Linked DNA regions of Mus musculus: region 2 is linked to region 1. The links are chromatin contacts, called in public promoter capture Hi-C maps. All regions are on one chromosome and are shown on one strand. The core of a region is the stretch at or near the end of the contact, and the rest is flanking DNA. Distances in the headings are between cores, read along the strand shown. Region 1 holds the start of Snx6 (sorting nexin 6). Region 2 holds the start of Mbip (MAP3K12 binding inhibitory protein 1).

Evidence for each region. Promoter capture Hi-C pulls out the DNA fragments that hold promoters and counts their contacts.
Region 2: a promoter capture Hi-C map of pre-B cells shows a contact between it and region 1, with 5 times the contacts expected there. The contact joins the promoter of Mbip here to the promoter of Snx6 in region 1. A contact is called at or near these places in 3 of 39 promoter capture datasets (hippocampal neurons, liver and pre-B cells).

Annotation. Positions count from the first base shown.
Region 1 is chr12:54,794,389-54,797,555 of GRCm38.p6, reverse strand. It overlaps Snx6 (sorting nexin 6), which reads left to right and starts at 1,894. Exons shown (of 14, transcript NM_026998.3): 1 at 1,894-1,908; 2 at 2,055-2,102. The coding sequence starts at 1,903.
Region 2 is chr12:56,344,603-56,347,615 of GRCm38.p6, reverse strand. Mbip (MAP3K12 binding inhibitory protein 1) reads left to right here and starts at 1,722. Exons shown (of 9, transcript NM_145442.2): 1 at 1,722-1,944. The coding sequence starts at 1,816.

The DNA.
Region 1 (3,167 bases), core at 645-3,144:
CCATGGTTGAGAGGAAGTTCTTATTATAGATACAAGAGAGGGTACAATCAATTGGAAGAATCCAGAGCAAGGAGAGAAAGTAGAATTTACAGGAGCAGCAGACTGGACCAGGGCATGAAAGGAGAAAGGGGGGTGGGGAGAGTGAAAGAGGGAAGGAAAAGAGAGACAAGAGAGAGGGGACCAAGAGATCACATAGGGGGCTGGAGAGATGGCTCAGTGGTTAAGAGCACCGAACGCTCTTCCGAAGGTCCTGAGTTCAAATCCCAGAAACCACATGGTGGCTCACAACCATCTGTAAGGAGATCTGACGCCCTCTTCTGCAGTGTCTGAAGACAGCTACAGTGTACTTACATAGAGAGAGAGAGAGAGAGAGAGAGAGAGAGAGAGAGAGAGAACATGGTCGGAATGCACTGGGGAGGGGAAGCCTGTGAGCTGGAGACGTTTAGGGTAGGGGCAGGGTGAGAAGAGCTAAGAGGAGCTGGGCTGCCATCATGGGCCCTGTAGTAGATATTTGAGATGCTGAGAGCCTGGAGGCTGGCCAGCATGTGCACTTTGGTCATTTCAGACTTTTTGTTGATGATAAAGGGCAATGGAATCTCTCTGTAACTGCTTCTTGGCTGAAATTAGGGTGTCATTGTCAGAGCCAGGAAGGCTGAGATGCTAGTAAGGCCAGGGGTGGAGAGAAGATTCACACCAGCAGATCGTTATTTACATGTATATGTGTAGGAAGGGAGGTGGAGAAAATGAGTCAATTGCAGACACGGTGGTATTTGTTTGGATGTGAGGCATGAGGAGATGAAGGATCTGAAGAGGACAAGTCGAAACCAGGCTTGGACCTTGAGAGTGATGATGTCATTAAGTGGAGACACAATAGTCCGGGCGGTGGTGGCACACGCCTTTAATCCCAGCACTTGGGAGGCAGAGGCAGAGGCAGGCAGATTTCTGAGTCAGAAGCCAGCCTGGTCTACAGAGTGAGTTCCAGGACAGCCAGGCCTATACAGAGAAACCCTGTCTCTAAATAAATAAATAAATAAATAAATAAATAAAAGTGGAGACACAGCTTTGCTTGAGTGATCCTTTGTAGAAGTGAAGTGTGGTAAGTTAGAAATGATTATTTTTATAAAATTTATTTATTTATTGGTTTTGTGTGTGTGAAAGGACAATCTGCAGTACCATTCTACCTTGTGGGTCAGTCCTGGGGCTTGAACTCAGGCCTCTAGGCTTAGCAGCAAGTACTTTTCCTCACTGCTAAACCAACATGCTGGCCCAAGGGATTATTTTCTTGAAGCATCTGTGGATGCTCCTTTCCTGCTACTCAGCTGGACAGTTAGATCAGGTCTGGCGATTGTTTCTTAGTATACAGGCAAGGAATACTCTTGTAATGAGAACGGCTCTGTTTTTATAGTGCTCGGTCATTAGCACCCCAAACTGAGGTAGTTATTACTTCCCCAGCAGTAAAAGCTTGATTATAGCCCCTGTCTGCTTATTGTGTGAAGGCTTTTGGCTCCTGAAACTTCCACAGGCAATATGGTATTAATGGTGATTAATCATCATGTAACTCAATACAAAGACAAGAATATTTACTGTGACTTCCTGGGAGTACTGGTACAGTTTTTTAGGGGCCCTCGGGGGCAAGAGACGTGGACCGTTCTCCGGGTGGCCCTGGGGCCTTCCCAAGCCTGAGCTCGCCAGCAGTGAGCAGCGACTATCGCTCTGGGCCAACCCTCCCTCTTACCTGGAGCAAAGGACCCTGCGTCCTTTCCCCTTCAGGGACTGCTCCCCCTCCTAGAGCGGGCGGGGGGCGGGGCTGGCGCTCGGCTCCGCCCTCCGCCCCACCCGCGCGGCCGACTAGGTTCGTGGCCTTGCTTGTGCGACTGCGCGAGCCCTGGACTCGAAGCAGCCATGATGGTGGGTGTTCACGGCGGCGCCGAACTCGGGGCGCGCGGTGGGGGCGGCGGGCGCGGGGACGGCGCGGGCTGGGCGCTAATGTCTCTCTTTGTGTCTCCCCCTTTCCCTGCCTCCCCTTCGGTGTGCTGGGCCCGCCGACCCCACAGGAAGGCCTGGATGACGGCCCCGACTTCCTCTCGGAGGAAGACCGCGGAGTAAGTTGTGTCTTCTGTGGTCTCGACCCTCGGTCCCTCCCCCGCCGTGGCCCGAGAAGGGGTCCAGGCTGCGCTGCCGCCCTGGGTCGCCCTCCCGACCTCCGCGACGCGCGCCCCGCCCTTCTGCAGCCCTTCGTCCCTGGGGTCGGGCGCTTCTCGGTTCCGCTGGTCCCGTGGCCGCTTTCTCGCCCTAGGTGGGCGATCCAACCCTGTGCTGAGCTTGCTTTTCCCAGGCCCCGCTGCAGGTGGGGTGGCCGGGTTGGAACGCCCCCATCCTTGACTCTCTGGGCCACGAAACCCATTTTCAGACCTTCCCGGTGGTACCGTCAAAATCTTTCTGTGGCTTTCTGGAACCTCGTTTCTCCTTTCTCTGCTGAATGGTATGGATTTGGTCTAAATTTACTCTTTTGTAATGATTTTTTTGCAATCAGCAAATCTCAGTTTTGCCCTAAAAGATTTTTAAAGAACGGGTCGCTTTCAGTATCTTTACTTTTTCTAGTATATTCCTCAATCCCCATCCTTTTCAGGATTCTCTCGATATTGTCTCCCATCTCTAGCTCATGTTAAGGTATGACTTACAAAATAATAATTTATATAAAGATGTACAGCGTGATATTTTGATGCGTGTAGAGGTTGTGAAATAATTACCATTGTCAAGTTAATGAACACAGACCTCACTCGGGACCTTACTCAGGTACCTTCATTTTCTTTTTTGAGGAGAGCACTTGGTCTGCTCTCAGCAGAGTTTCAAGTATCCATTATTATTAGTCACTCCACTGTACATTAAGTATCCAGAACTTAAAACTGAAAGTTTGTATCCTTTGACCACTCTCCCCCCTCCCCGCTTCCTGCCCCTTGTTCAAAGGTCTCATTTCTCGCTCCCACTGCATCCCCCCAGCAGCACTCCATTTGTCTTAGTGAAAGATAGCATTGCATGTAGAGCCTTGTACAGGTGCACTGTTACTAATGTATGACTGCCACTAAGCAAAGTTTCATTGTCACCATTTTATCACTCAGCAGCTCACACTTGTCCAGAAACTTGGTTTGAAACAAGTTTCCTTGTAC
Region 2 (3,013 bases), core at 473-2,972, 1.6 Mb before region 1:
ATTGTCACCCATTAACCAGAAACTCAGAGACAAAGTGTGTTAACATTGCGATGAATCGTGAACTTCTATTACAGATATGAGTGACTTGAATGAGAGGGTGCTTGAATCTTGTGAAGATTGTATTGTCAAACCTAAGTTTACATCTTTCTGCTAACAAGGAAACAGACCAGCTTTCTCAAGATCCTGTTAAGTCTGATAATACCAGAAGTCTCTGGATATAAGTGAGTAAAAGGCTCCTTAGACAGGTAAAAGGAGTTCTTTCATTTTTACTCTCCTTATCCTAGTGTCCCTTAATTCCTTATTTCTTCCTTTATTCAGTCTGCTCTCTAAGGATAGACTACCCATTAACTTCATACTTCCACTTCCTGTATGTTAAATGCACTCAACTATCATGAAGAAGAGTTTTAAATCGTTTGTTTGCTTGCTTGCTTGCCTGCTTGCTTTTCGAGCTTTGGTTTCTTTGTGTAGCCCTTGCTGTCCTGGAACTCACTTTGTAGACCAGGCTGGCCTCATAAGGGATTTACCTGCCTCTACCTCCCTAGTGCTTTGGGATTAAAGGCCTGAGCCACTGCCGCCAGAGTTTTAATTCTTTTGTCCTTTATCTTTTAAGCTTGTTTTAAAAATTTAATAGAGCCAGGCATGGTGGAGCATGCCTTTAATCCCAGCATCCGGGAGGCAGAGGCAGGCAGATTTCTGAGTTTGAGGCCAGCTTGGTCTACAGAGTGAGTTCCAGGACAGCCAGGGTTATACAGAGAAACCCTGTCTCAAAGGAAAAAAAAATTAATAGAACTCTACATTATAAAATTATAACTTTTTTCGCTAAAATAAAGCTATCTAATAATACCCAACAAGAGTCGATTTAGTTTTATATCCTAATTTTAAAGAGTGTGGTTACATGGAATAAATTGGTCTTTTCTTTCTTTCTTTCCTTCTTTCTTTCTTTCTTTCTTTCTTTCTTTCTTTCTTTCTTTCTTTCTTTCTTTCTTTCTTCCTTTTCTTTCTTGTTGTTTTGTTTTGAGGCAGGGTTTCTCTGTGTAGCCCTGGCTGTCCTGGAACTCACTCTGTAGACAAGGCTGGCCTCGAAATCCGCCTGCCTCTGCCTCCCAAGTGCTAGGATTAAAGGCGTGCGCCACCACTGCCCGGCTGGTTTATATTTCTATTGGATTTATATTGAAACAATTTTAAGGTCAAGTGTCCAGTGATTGCACTGAGAACCCGTTGCATGTCAGAACTTTGACATAAACTATTTTGCAGGTGTAGTCATCAATGTCGTTCTATGGTAGGAAAAAGAAGCATAATGTAGCCCTTGTGTTCTTTTTAAATTCCTCATATCAAACAGTCTTATAGAGATGAAAATGTTCTATCCAGTAACGATCATCCTGGGTCAAGTTTCTAGTAATTAGAAAATTGTAAAGCACTGCTCCATCACTAACCCGCAATCTTTTTCCAAGACAACTCGACTGTTAACATTTTAAATTTTAATAGCGGGACTCAAATTCTAACACTTAAGAGTAAGGCTCTGCCAACATTCACAGGGAGCATCTAAGAGCCAAGTAGGTTTCTAAACCAAGGTGGACCACAGAAAACACCACCAGACAGAAGGTCCAGCTTCACATACACAAGTTCCCTCGGAGCACAGCTATCCTTGCTCTTGATTGGTCTTCCTGTGTGTCTGTCACACACAGAGGGTGGGGCCTATCCTCAAGCTCTAAGTGAGACGCTCTAGTTTTACGTCATCTCAGTGCGACGAAGTCCGCGAGGGAGGGGTGGGGTGAGCGCTGTTCGCGGTGGTTGGGGGGCTGCTTTGAAGGTGTCATGGCTGCTGCTGCGGAGCTTAGTTCCTCAAGCGGCAGCGAGAGGAGCCTGGAGCAATGCTCCAGCCCCCTCCTCACCCGCGAGGTCCTCTGCGAAGTCTTTCGCTCCTTGCACACCCTGACAAGACAGGTAAGTGGGGGTGCGGCGGGGAAGGGGTGGGTGGGGAGGGAGAGCATCCCGGTCCTTGTCCCCTTAGTTCTCTCGGAGGCGGGGGTCGCGGAGCCCCGCTGGCACGGTGTGTGCCGCTGGTGTGCCGTGGCCGGGCTGTGACACCCGGAAGACCCTGGGCCCAGCTCCTGGGACCGGGAGATGCCAGCGGCACGCTTGATGGCCAAGGTCTGGAGAAAACTGGGGTCCTGGCGACGAAAGCTTGCCCAAAAGATGCCTAAAAGGTGATGAGGGTGAAGGAGGTTCCTGGCGATCACGGTCCTTTTGCCTCCAGTGTATTTATCGCAGAAACTCACTGGTTAATATGGCCTGAAACTTTTCCTAGCGCCATCCCCACTCCTTGGGGGGTGATTTACTCTGGGGTTTTTTGTTTATTTGTTTGTTTTTCTGTTTTTTGTTTCTCTTGCCATTTATTGCATCTCTTACTCTTTTAAACGGGGAGGGATATATAAGGATTTCCACAATTTCATTTGTAGTATACCTAAATTTTAGTGTGAATTGTTGGATGAGTTATGTGTGGCCACTTCTAACTACATTACGACTGTCGTGTAGCTTAGCTAATTGCTCTTTACAGAAAATGTCACAGTAAACCTGGATTTTAAAAACTAGGTTACACTTTACTAGATAGTCGTGATGTAAATGAGGCAATGTTTAAATAAGGAACAAAAGTATGTTTGCCTGCTTTTAGAAGAGTTTTGTGTCAAACATGTTTCCTAATTTGTTTGGGGACTGGTTATAGTGCTTGAAATGGACACAGCACACATTTATGTCAAGGGCAGTGGTACCACCAGTGAGAATAGGACATTTACCTGATTTGTGAGGATTATTTTTAAAATCCTTAGTTGGAAAACCTTAGTAAGTTTATTCTGACTGGCAAACTACTTGAGTTGTACATTCTGTTTGGTGTTACTGGACTTCGAAAAGTTAAAAAAAATTAAACTCAGTTGCTTGATAAGCAATTAGGAAAAAAATTCTTACAAAGTCTTAAGCACTTTCCTTATTAATATTTCAGTAGTAACATCTCAGATCT